Regions from separate parts of the Rattus norvegicus genome. Here region 2 is linked to region 1. The links are chromatin contacts, called in public Hi-C maps. All regions are on one chromosome and are shown on one strand. Each heading gives the region's core, a stretch centred on a gene start, on an enhancer-like site or on the middle of the called end of the contact. The rest is flanking DNA. Distances are from core to core; before and after follow the strand shown.

What was found. A called contact is a pair of places that touch in the nucleus more often than the background predicts.
Region 2: a contact with region 1 is called in a Hi-C map of liver, with 3 times the contacts expected there. The contact joins the enhancer-like site here to the promoter of Cask in region 1. A contact is called at or near these places in 3 of 12 Hi-C or Micro-C datasets (frontal cortex, kidney and liver).

The regions. Positions count from the first base shown.
Region 1 is chrX:11,568,987-11,575,267 of GRCr8, forward strand. It overlaps Cask (calcium/calmodulin dependent serine protein kinase), which reads left to right and starts at 3,650. Exons shown (of 26, transcript NM_022184.1): 1 at 3,650-4,065. The coding sequence starts at 4,007.
Region 2 is chrX:11,664,954-11,671,234 of GRCr8, forward strand. All of the region lies in intron 2 of Cask (calcium/calmodulin dependent serine protein kinase), which reads left to right. Among named protein-coding and RNA genes, the nearest start is that of Gpr82, 89 kb to the right of the region's middle. Within about 2 kb of position 3,553, at least 2 of the 93 cell types and tissues checked have an H3K27ac peak or open chromatin away from gene starts, as enhancers often do.

The DNA of each region.
Region 1 (6,281 bases), core at 2,400-4,899:
TCTCAACTTTGAGAAATTCAAACAAACACTCAAAATCACTGAAGATTGGTAATGAAGTCTAAGAGTCAAATTTGTGTAGTTATCAATTACATCCTTGGGGCTTTTAGAGAGTTCCAAAAAGTTTTCTGGATAATCAGTTATACACTGGTGGCATAACTACATGCTGCTGCTGCTGCTGCTGCTGCTGCTGCTGCTGCTGCTGCTGATGATGATGATGATGATGATGATGATGATGACAGGTAACTTCCCTATGCTACACAGATATGCTGATTGATTTCTGATGTCTGTTCCCACGCAGCTTCTTTCCCTCTACCTCCAAATTGAAAGCAAAACTACCTATGTCCTTAGGCTCTCTTGCAGGTGAGGTTGCCTTCTAGGTGACTTTGGTCACCCAGACAAGTAAGAAGGGGAAAATACATTTTATTTCCTCAATAGAGAGATAAGGCAGGGAGTAGAAAGACCTCATATGCCCTCACTGCCTTCCCGTTGCATACTGATGATGTTTGAAAGACTGGCACCCATTTTGAGATGATGAAAAACAAAATAGGGAAAGACATAAGACTATCAAGGATGCCTGAGTGGAAAGAACAAACCAGGTCACTGATGACACTATGGAGTAGTGGATCCAATGTCAGTAACCACACATCTCCAGATTCCATGTTAAATGAGAAAGTCACTACCCCCAATTGTTAAATGACAGTTAACAAAACCGAATGTAGTTTTAACTCATGTGACTAGTTACTTTACCATTTCCTTTAACTAAAACATAATTATTGACACCTGACCATTTTTATTTGGGGTACAGTATTGTCTTTTTGGAAGAAAATTAGGAAATAAATAATTTCATCTAAAAGGTTTGGTTATTTTCATTCTGGAAGCAGAGAGCCATTTCCACTTGCCATTAGTCCATGATACAAACTTGTACTGGCTAGTTTTGTGTCAACTTGACACAAGCTAGAGTTATCGCAGAGAATGGGAGGGCCCAGCCCATTGTGGGTGGTGCCATTCCTGGGCTGGTAGTCTTGGGTTCAGTAAGAAAGCAGGCTGAGCAAGCCTGGGGAAGCAAGTCAGTAAGAAACATCCCTCCATGGCCTCTGCATCAGCTCCTGCTTCCTGACCTGCTTGAGTTCCAGTCCTGACTTCCTTCAACAGCTTCAACAGCAATGTGGAAGTGTAAGCTGAATAAATCCTTTCCTCCCCTACTTGCTTCTTGGTCCTGATGTTTGTGCAGGAATAGAAACCCTGACTAAGACAAAACTCTAGTAGCTGTGGGTTGCTAAGAATGTTCTGTGTAGCTGATAGACCACCCTAGGAGCTAGGAGATATACGTCCTAGCTGGAGGGAATGTTTTGAACTTTGTGGTGATTGGAAGCAAGGCCGACCAGGAAGTGTCAAGAGCTGATAAGATTAGGCCAACCTCTGGAGGGGGTTGTGTATTGGTTAGTTTAATGAATGCACCTCTCCAACAAAGATTAAGCATAATCCCACAGCAAACCTAGAAAAACTGCTATCAAATAGTGGAGGTGTGGGGTAGCTCTTGATCAGGCAATCCACCTATAAACCCCCCACTGCTGTAGATAAGGGAATTGGACCACTTAACCACTAAGACTCTTTTCAGATCTAAACCAGAAGTCCATGAGCAGAGACCAGGCTTAGCCTTGCCATTACCTTTCTTTCCCACCTGGGCTCCCTTTTTTGCTTAATAATCATCCATTTCTACTTTTGAGAGAAATTCTCCATGAAAGATAAACTCCAAACTGAAGTAGGCAAGCCTCGACATAGCTCCTGTTTTGGCAGGAGCAAAGAAGCTAAGCTGGCAAGGTGACTTGTGAGGATTTATGTACAATTCAGAGGAGAGTGGATGATGCCTTATTCATTAGGTGGCAGGGACACATGATAGGTTGGGGTAAGCGACTTGTAACTGTTGGACCCCCGAAAGAAGACAAAGTGTTTTGGGCTCTGAAGCCCTTTCTTTAGAGAAAATACAAAATCTTTGGGAAAGGAGGAAAACATATTTATGCAATTATATTTCCTCTGATTTGCAAGAAAGAAAAGGTTAAGCTCCCAAATATTTAACAAGCAAATCACCCAACCTCTCGAGGGACGGACCAAGGGTTTGTGCAGATCGTTTTTGTTTGTTTGTTTGTTTTTTGTTTTTTGTTTTGTATTTGAAAGGGAAATAGGCTGAATCTTCACCCTGCCCCCTGCACTTTGGTAAATACTAGTTTAAAAAATACCGCGCTGAGAATTTTAACAGATGATTTCTGGAGAGCTGACTTATGAACTAATTGGACACTTCTGCTGTGCGGAGGAACAAAGACTTCCTTTTTTATTGGTCTTCAACTGAGGCATATACCTGTCTGGTGGCGTTGGCTCATTCTGCACATGCTCAGTTGAACAGAATCTTCATATTGCATACAACCTAGCACAGCGGCAACACCCACAGCCTTACTCCGCGGCTGACCCTGTGTGTCCCTTTCCTCTAGTTGCATTTTTATGCGAAGAACTCCAACACTTATAGGGAGTAAACAAAGTCGATGCTGGGGCTGGGGAACAATGTTCAATGGATTTAAAGTCGCTTTATGTCACTATTTTTCTGGTCCGTCTCTAGGTTTTGTCTAGCAGCAATAGACACTGCATAGATATTTGGTGAGTTTGGAGCGGGCAGTAGGAGAAGCTGTTTCGCTAGTTTTTGTGGTACACCTTCCTCTGCAGTTTTTGTTCGGTTCTTTCCTTGGACAATTTTCCCCCTCCCCCAGCCCTCATCTTCATTAAGGAATGGCAGGGTGGCACTAAAAGCATCCTCCGCCGCCAAACACGGTCTTGAGTGACAACCTCTCTCCACCTCCTCTCTGGCTTTTCCATTCATTAGAACCCTTTCCCTGAGTTGTTGGGGTTTTTTTTTTTCTCCCCAGCAAAAACCTGGGAACGGCTTCCTGGGGTTACGAAAGAAGAGGGAAAGCTGCCAGAGTGCTGAGCACGCCGTCCAAGAACGTGCACAGTGCTGTGGACCTTTTGTCGCTTCTCCCCTTGGTTGCGGCTTGGGAGTAGGGGCGACGACCTGCACCAGCCCCACCTCAGCAGCTGCAACCCGCAACCCGGGAAGCTCCGCTTGCCGACCCCCAGCGCCCTCTAGATTCCCCGCGCCCGCCGGTTCTCCGTGACGTTGAGGGCGCTGCGCGCAGGCGCCACTGGGAGCGCCTCTTTTTTCCCTCCCTTCCTCCGCCTCCTTCCGCGGTCCCCGCCTCCCAACGGGCTGGAGGGGCGGGGCCTGCAGGTCTCGCTGCCTTGCGGGCCGAAAGGGAGGAGGGTTTGTCCGCGGGAGGCGGGTGTACAGCGCTCAGGAGCCAGGCGGCTGCTGAGGCTGAGGGGAGGAGCTGAAGGCAGCGGTCGCGGCTCCCGCCCGCACTGAACTCTCATCCCGCGAAGCCCCCTCCCACACTCGGGCGGGCGGCGGCGGAGGGAGGAGGAGAGAAGGAGGAGGGAGCGTCTCTGCCGCCGCCTCCTGGTCCCCAGCGCGGATCAGCCGCCACCACCTCCCTTCGCGACGATCCTCCCTCCATGGTGCTGTCGCGGCCCCCCCTGTAGCCCGAGCTGCCCCGCGCCGCGCCGGAGCCGGTTTCGGGCAGAGGGAGCGGTCGCGGCCTCGCGGCCCGCGCGGGCTGACGAGCGGAGAGTGCGGTGCTTCGCGGTCCCCGAGGGTCCGCACGCCCCGGCAGCGCGGCCGCCAGCAACCGCGCGAGGAGCAGCGGGCGGGCGGGCGGCGCCGGGCCCGGGCCGCCCTCGCTCCCACGCCCCGGCCCCGCCGCCCGCGCCGGGGCGGCAGCCGGCAGAGGAAAGGCGCTGCAGTCTCCGGGCCTCGCGGCCCCGGTCGAGCTTCCTCAGCACCGAGGGCTTGCGGGTCCTGAGGGGAGGACACGAGCCCGGAGCCGGGCACTGAGCTCTTGGGCGCCCCCAACCCAGTTTTCAGAACCCTCCACGCTGCGGCCGCTGTCCCCTCCGGACCATGGCCGACGACGACGTGCTGTTCGAGGATGTGTACGAGCTGTGCGAGGTGATCGGCAAGTGAGTCTCCACGCGAGGGAGCGGGAGTGTGGAAAAATGCTTTTCAGCGATGCCCGGGGCCTCCCGCACCCGCTCCGGGCCTGCCCCCTGCCCTCTCTCCCTCCCCTCTGTCTCCCTTGTCCTCTTCACCCTGGAGTATTTATAGACGTGTACCTGGATCTCCTGCCAGGAGGGAGTCTGGGGGCTTCTCAGCGATCCGTGGAGGCCACCGAGTCCCGGTCGGCCACCCCATAAGGCGTGGGGCGGGCTGCCTGCATTTTATCTGACGGTTAGACAGGGACGTGGCAGGACCGATTTTATAGTTGCTTCCTGGGAACAGTTGGGGTTATTGTTACCTTTCCTGTACCATAGACCTTTTCCAAAAAGAGCAGTCTGCATTTCGTGTGCTTGTGTGGAGAGGGCGAGAGAGCGCGTCCGGGGTTTTTAATTGTGGGGTGTGTGTCTATTGTGCCAGGATATTAGACAGATGCCTTTGTGTTCACCCCATGCCCGTATTTAAGAGGGTCATTGAAGACGGATGCGTCCAGTTTCAGCAAATTCTTCATCTGCCATAGACGAACATAGAAAGAGTTAGGGGCACCCAAAATTTTAATGTCTCGTTATGCAATGACTGTACAATCAGTGCTCGAGGCTCCCTTCCACTGTTGTTGGGATGGTGGTTAGCGTGGTACAGCCGTCTGCTTTGAGTCACCGGGCTGGTCTAGAATATAGAACTGACAGTCCAAATGCTCATCCTTTCGTCTGTGTTGTATAATTACTCTAGGGAAAAGCAGGGAATCAGATTAATCACAGTGCTGATTGAGAATTAAATCTGCAGTTCCTCATCTAATTGTCCAGTCCTGAAATCTGTTTTGAATTGTTTCCTTTTCATTCTTGTCAAACAATATTCCAAGTGCACAATCCTGCTAATTTGCTTGTGAGGGAAATGCTGGCAATCTGAAGTTGATTTCCTAGCTCAGCGTGTATTCTCTGGCTTTGGAAGTTGAGATAAGATTTAAGAGCGATTTTTGCTTATTTACTGGGGCTCATTAGATAGCTAGTATTAGAATATTTTACTTCATTTTGGAAGCGGTGCTTTATTGTCTATTTTAAGGTCCACACTTGGGAAATGAAAGCAAGACAGAGCGGTTGCATTTACCTCTTTAAGTTGTCTGCAGTATACTCAGTTTCAATTTTTTGAGTACGGGTAACTCATTTTTTTCCTCCATATTGAGGCATTACACATGGAGAAATTGTGGGTAGAGCTTGCTACACTCTTTTCTTAGACTCAAATGCTCCTTGCCCCATTGTTCAGTGACCAGCCTATCTGTTAGGAGGAGGATGTCCAAATGTGTCTCCTCCAGTCTTTGTGGATGTGCCCAGAGCAGCGCTGTTCAAAGCTATTTAATGAGAGCCACGTGTAATTTATCATTTTCTAGTAGCCACTTTAGAAAGATGTCGAACAAAAAGGTGGAATTTTAGTAAAATATTTATGTGATATATATGCATATATATATATATATATATATATATATATAGTGATCTCAGCTTGAACATTTTTGCCATACTGTACATCTTTTCCTACTAAGCCATTGAAATGCAGTGTGTGTTTTATACTAACCGAACATCTCAATTTTGACGCCAAGCTAAATTTTTACCAGAAGTACTTGATCTGTATTTAGGTCTCATAAAATTTGCATATGCAAAAAAGTAGGTTCACATATTCAAGTTGTTCCAAACATACATAAAAGTTTTCCAGTAACTGAATTTACTATTTCTAAATTTTAATCAATTAAGCAGAATGCAAAATATATTGCCTCAGTTTGATTAGCCACATTTCAAGTGGTTAATAGCCACAGTGGACTGCTACATTTTTGGAGAGAAAATTTTCAAAAATCTCCTTCATTTCTTCATTGTTATGGGGACACAAAGAAGGCAAATTAGATGTTTCTCAAAAACCACCAAAATGACTGTGAGAGTGAGTGATACTTGTTGTATCTTAGTTATAGCTGTTGTGAGCCTGAAGTCAGTCATTGGAAACTGGGATTAAGATGTTTGCATATTAAATTATGGTGATGGAAATAGCAGTCATTGAATCAATTTTGGTGATTGGTTCTGATTCCTTCAGGTCTGAAAGGATGACAGTGTAGATTTCAAAAGTGGTCAGCTTCATGTTAGTAGTCTGTATTGTGCTGACTTAAAATTGAGAAAATATTTTCAGAAGACACCCCTGGAAG
Region 2 (6,281 bases), core at 2,303-4,802, 96 kb after region 1:
TTGTCTTGGCTTGCTTAAATTTCTTCCCTATCAATGTGGAAATTGTTTCTGTTCTATATTATACTTCAGAAATGACTGCCAGAAGATTTCCTATTTGAGGAATGATTGCCAAATTACTCATTATTGAGTAAGCAAGTATTGGCTTTTGAAGATGCTCTGGCAGTTTGTCTCTATAATGTGTACATATTTTTTAACACTTTGGATATGTGAATGGAGGTCTTACAAAGTATCTGTGATCTCCACCATAATTGTCTGCTTACTCAATCCTGTTGTTTAAGCTTCAGAATCTAATGCTTTATTGTTTCTAAACATACTTTTAAAGATTTCATCCATGAGTACTTGTGTTTACATCATTTCTACCCTACCTTCTCTGCCTCCAACTCTGATGTCTCCCTACTTCTTTTTAAGTTCATGACCTTTATGTCTCTCTGTGTGTGGGGGTGAGTGGGTGGGCAAGCATGTGCACACACATGCATATGTGTACATACATGTGCATATGAATATATAAATAGAGCCTTCGGAGTCCATTTCATTTTAATGTGATCATCTTGTCCCCTGATATTTGAGAATTCTTTTCTTATTTATGGAGATGAAGTAAATGACATTTCTATCCTGTTGAGTTCTTAAATCCAAGGAAAAGTTTAAGATTGTTAAGTTCTAAGGGAATTATAGCTAGAAGGCTTTAGTTTTCCTTCTAGACCCAGGAAACACCTGAGAAGAGCTGAAGTCAAACATTCCAAATTTGTCAGTACACCATGACCTCAGCTTTCATGAGGATGATGATAATGTCCTCACAGAGCTGGCACTAAGATTAAGAATAAGGATGTTTGAAGTTCTTCAACTTACTGCATATCATGTAGTGTAGGTAATGTGTAATTTCCCTGTCCTGCGTTTCAAAGATGTATCATCAATTAATTCTGGAGTTACCTTAATCTTAGCAACATCAGTTTCATCATTCTGTGTGCTTATTTTAATTACTTTCTTTTCTTTCTTCCCAAATAAAACAATGAGGGGGTAGTTTTTGTAAGCAATGAGAAGACAAAAAGTTTTTCTAATACTGTTAGCAAAATGTCCAAAAATATTTTAAATAAAAAAATCAAAGATGCTCATGGATAATAATGTTTCCTTTCAAAAGCTCTGTCGGCAGAGCAGCTAATTAAATTAATTTTCTATTTTCCAAGTCTGACATATTAAAGGCAGCTGACTTGGGATAGGGGGCTTGAGTCTGCTACAAGTATGTGAATACTTGTGACTCTCCCCAAATTTATAGTTGAATTCTAATCTCCAAGGATTAGGAGGTGGGGCTTTTGGAGGGAACTAAATCACAGAAACAAAGCCTCCACCAATAGGATTAGTGTTCTTTTTAAGAAGACTCCAAACTCAGTTTTTTCACTTGTCAAATGAAGATGATACAAGAATGTGATTGTATGGAATAACTAGGATGTGACATATAATTATATAAGATAATGACATTAACAAGAAGACATACTGCACACTAAACACCAAGCTCTTTGCTTAGAGATTGCTTTATTGTTATCTCCTTAGTTCTCCCAGCCACCCGGTTGGCTGTGCCCAGTGACAAGAGTGAAGCTTTAAAATGGAAATAACTGGGGTTGGGGATTTAGCTCAGTGGTAGAGCGCTTGCCTAGCAAACGCAAGGCCCTGGGTTCAGTCCCCAGCTCTGAAAAAAAAAAAAGAAAAGAAAAGAAAAAACTTTAAAATGGAAATAACTTACCTCGTTGGTGTATAAGGCCACAATTGGAATAGTTTAATGTGAAATGTCACTCTAAAAATCTCTAGTCTTAAATCATCATGCTATAGAATACAAAATGAGAATGTTGATAGGAAAAATGAAGAACAAATATTCAAATAATTACAATATGGAATCTTCTGTAAGACAGTACAAATTTAAAATTTATTGAATCATACAATGATTTTCAATTAAGTAAAATCGGTGCCTATGAGCATAAGATGAGTAAAAGATTTCTACTAAATGAAAACTAAGTGAGTTTATATAAAAGTATTTCTGACATGGGGCCAGTGAGATAGCTCAACAGGTAAAGGCACTTTCACCAAGCATAATGATTAAGTAATAATAATATAAATTATTATTTAGCAAAATATTATTTAGTAATAGTACTATTTTTTAGAAAAAATATATTTTAATATAGACATTTTAAGTGAAAATTTGCAATTATTAGACAACCCATACACATAAATGACGTTTTAAAACTAAAAGTCCAAGTGGTGTGATGACAGGGCTACCTAGATAGTAAGAAAAATGATCACAGGTAGTTTCTTTTCTGCTGTTCTTTATTGATCTGAAAAGTCACAACTTTTTGGTATTGAAGAAGAAAATGTACAGATCCCATCTCTGCATATGAAAGATAGAAATCTCTGGCTATCTTTACTCTGCCATACCAAGTACATTAAAATATTTTTACATATATTTATGTACATCGGTGTTTTGCCTTCGTGAATGTTTGTGTGAGGTGTCAGATCCCCCTGGAACCTTAACTATCGATAGTTCTGAGCTGCCATGTGGGTACTGGGAATTGAAACTAGGTCAGAGAGCTGCTAGTGCTCTTAACTGCTGAGCCATCTCTCCAGCCCCTACCAAATACATTTTAAACCCAGACTGTTAGTTCAGTGTTTGAGTGAGGTCTTGGTTGGCATTGGTCTTTACTCCATCCCAAAGCAGGAAGCAGCAGATGTTCTCAATTGAAGAAGAGAAATATGACAACAGTGAATAATTTGTCTCCAAATCAGAGACTAAAATAAGAATATATTGTGCTCTGCAATTAGACACTAAAATCCAGTCTAGAACTGTTCATTAAAAACAGAATTTTTAATAGTTTTTGTAATCAAAAGATAATTTATCTTAGGCAGATTGTTTTTATATGCCTTTTAGCATGGTTTTAAAGAATATTATAAGGAGACAGATGATGATTGCCTTTTTTGAACTGTAAAACACTTCTCAGTTTTGGCAAATGGTTTAGGTTTGCCAAAAAAATCTGTAAGGACACATCTTCAGTGGTAGAATAGGCTGGAAGACATGATATTCTTCTGCAAGAAAATGGTTAGATTTGAGTACAAAGCTAGTTTGGTGCGATCCCAATAGACAGATGTATGCAATTTAGCTGAAAAAAAAAGTCATGGAAGAAAGTGTACTTGCAATTGTTGCTTTCATAATGTATTTTTAAATGTTTGATCCTGAAATAGGGAAAAATTCTAAGGCTATTCTCTTTCTGTTTTTAACCACTTTAATATCTATAGTTTCAAGAATTCAAAGGGTTTGCTGAATACTGTTATTATTTTAATTGGTTGCTTCTGAGGTGCGTAACCCCTTCCAGAGATAGAGGCTGAACAGCAAGTATTTGAACAGGCAAAGTTTACTGTGAATAATTGTTCCTTATATTAGGGGCCAGTAAGAATTCTAGAACTCTGACAAAGAAATATAGGACTAGCAAACATAAGGACTTCCACTCTAAGGGCTGAAATGGAAGGACCAGGCAGGGGTTTGGTCAGTCTCCCAGTACCACTGAAATTGAAGCTTTACTGGAAGAGAACATGTGGTAGCTAAGGACCATAGGTTTACTGAGACATCGTGCTGGTAGGACACAACAGGAGTCTGCCTTCTAGAGTTTAAGGGAAGCCATCCTTAGGGATAGGCTTCACCTCTGAATGTGAGAAAACTGACTAAAGATGTCCCTGAGGAAGTTGGTCACAGACAGGACACTCTACTGGCAGTACACTGCTGCAAAGCCACCTCAAGAGGGTTCTGAGAGAAGTTGCTCATGGACAGGTGCCACATGCTGAGCACTGAAAATAAACTGCACACACCAGGGAGCCTTAAGAGAAAAACACTGGAACCAGAGAGCAAAATGCTTCTGCTTTAGTGTCCCTCCAATGCCCTCTGTTGGCAAACCTTAATGTTGGGTCAGCTGGAAAAACATTGAGTTCAGCTTCAGTAGTGCAAAGCAGTAAATCATAATGGGTGGAAGTGCAGAGACTGAATTCATAAGTAGTGTAGGGCATGAAGCTTTTCGGGATACAGTGGAGTTTTTGTCGTACTGTGATTTTTTTGAGACAGAATCTCATTCTGAAGCTCAAGCTGGCCTTAAACTCATTTCCTTGCCCTCCTGAGTGTTGGGGTTACAGGCATATGCCACCATGCTTCATTGAATATAGTGGGGTTTTTTATTGTTACCTTCTAAAACAGCATACAAATTGCTAGGTTTTGTTATAATGCGTTCTTGTATATTTTGTTATGCATTCCCTCTTTGCTACCCTACTCTATCCCCTTGCCTCCCTCTCGATAGTCCCCTCTCCCAGTAGATATCTTTTCTTCTTAACATTTGTCCCAATACCTTCCTCTCTCTGGTTTTACCTGCCCCTTAGGATTTTTCCCCTGTGAGGGTATCCTCTCTAGTTCCATGACCTGTCCCCACACAGATGGGATAGCTTGATGCCATATTGTATCTAGCTACCCCATCTGTAATACTTGGCAATGTTTTCCATTTTATTTTGCTTTCTTTTCCTTGTTTCCTTTAAATGATTAATGACTAAATATCATAGCATATCCACAGTAGAATTTTTAGTATTGATGGTTATCAATTTGGGAAAATTCAGTTTTTGAAGTAAAATTTTACCTAAAACATCATGTATATAAGTAAAACAAACCTGTGATTTGATTCAGAATATTGTGTTAGTCCATATTGTGCACTTAGACTTGTTCTAGTAGGGATTCACAAATATTATATAGAGAGTTTCTATAATAGGAATGACAAAGTGAGTTTTGGTAAAAATGTTATTGGACTGTATATTAAAATATAAGCCAGAGTTTCTCTCTGAAAACTCAAAGGACTTTAAAGAAGAATATGAAGAATTGGGTATGATCCTCTAATAGTGTATCACATAGATGCCCACCAACACATTGCAGAGTGGTAAACTAATAATACTGTCCTGGAGAGCGGTTTGTTTTCTGTGTAATACAAGAGGCGCATTCCTTTCTGGCCTTTCTCCATTCCTACTTACCAACAGCCAAGCTTACCCATTGCTGGGCCATTGCAAACTCTTCCTGTAGGTTGTTCTCCAGTCTCAACCCACCTCTAATTCAGTCTGCCAATTACCTACAGTTTTTTCTCTCTTAATTACTACTTTCATTTCCCCCAGTCTTCAGAACATATCATTAATAGTGTATTTCTCTGTAACTCCATTGCTTTGAGATTGAATTAAAACACTGATATTAAATTATCTGATGTTTGCATTTCCAGGACATTCATGTTTTATGTCACTTCCCCACAGGAATGCTTTGCTAGGTTGATTTAGTAGATCTTTGTTATCTTGTTCCTATGTCAGATAAATTCAGCCTACCCTGAAGGAAGGCACAGGCAGCAAAGGGAGATTCATTTAGAATCTAAATTTTACACAATTATTATAGTGTGTGGAGGGTAGTGATAGTCACTAACCCCTAAAAGATGTTCATATCCAAATCCTACAGTTCAAGATTATGTTACCCTTATATGGCAAAATGAAACTGTAAATGTAGTTAAAGATCTTGAGATGGGAGATTATCCTGGATTATTTGTGTGAGCACAAACTAATGACAACAGCTTGATAAAAAGACAGGATGAGTAAGATTTTACTTACGGGAGAAGGTAGTGTGCCAGATTAGACATGGGATGATTCAGCTGGGATCTCGGGAACATTGGAAGTCTGGTACAAGTTTAAAGGGTCTCCTCCTTAGAACCTCTGAAAGAAACCAACTCTGCCAACACCTTGATTTTAGTTCACTAGCACTCACTGGGGAGGCTTTACCTCTAAAACTCTAAAATCATTATGTTATGTTGCTGAAAGCCATAGAGTTTGAAGTGACTTACTGTCCATGCAGCAGGAAACTATTACACTTAAATAGGCACTTGCATGGAAGGGGAAGTGTGAACTTCTTCTAAAAGAGTCACTGAATTAGTAAATGGACATGGGGGCAGGTCACTGAAGGAGGGGCAAGGGTGAATAGAGGTGGAGACTGGTGAATTCGTAGACTTAGTGTGCAGGTAGTTCATGCTATTAGAGAGAAAGTAGCTAGGTTATGACTGTTCTCTCTTCGATGCTAAGAAGTTTGGACTTTATTTTTCAGGCACTGAAGAAACATTGGTAGATTTCAAGCAGGGAGTGCCACAGTTGAGTATGTATTTAAGACAATTGGACACTGTTACACAGACAGCTATTTAAAGAGAGAACCGGCTAAGAAGGTGCAATGTCCTCATGAGAAATAGGTG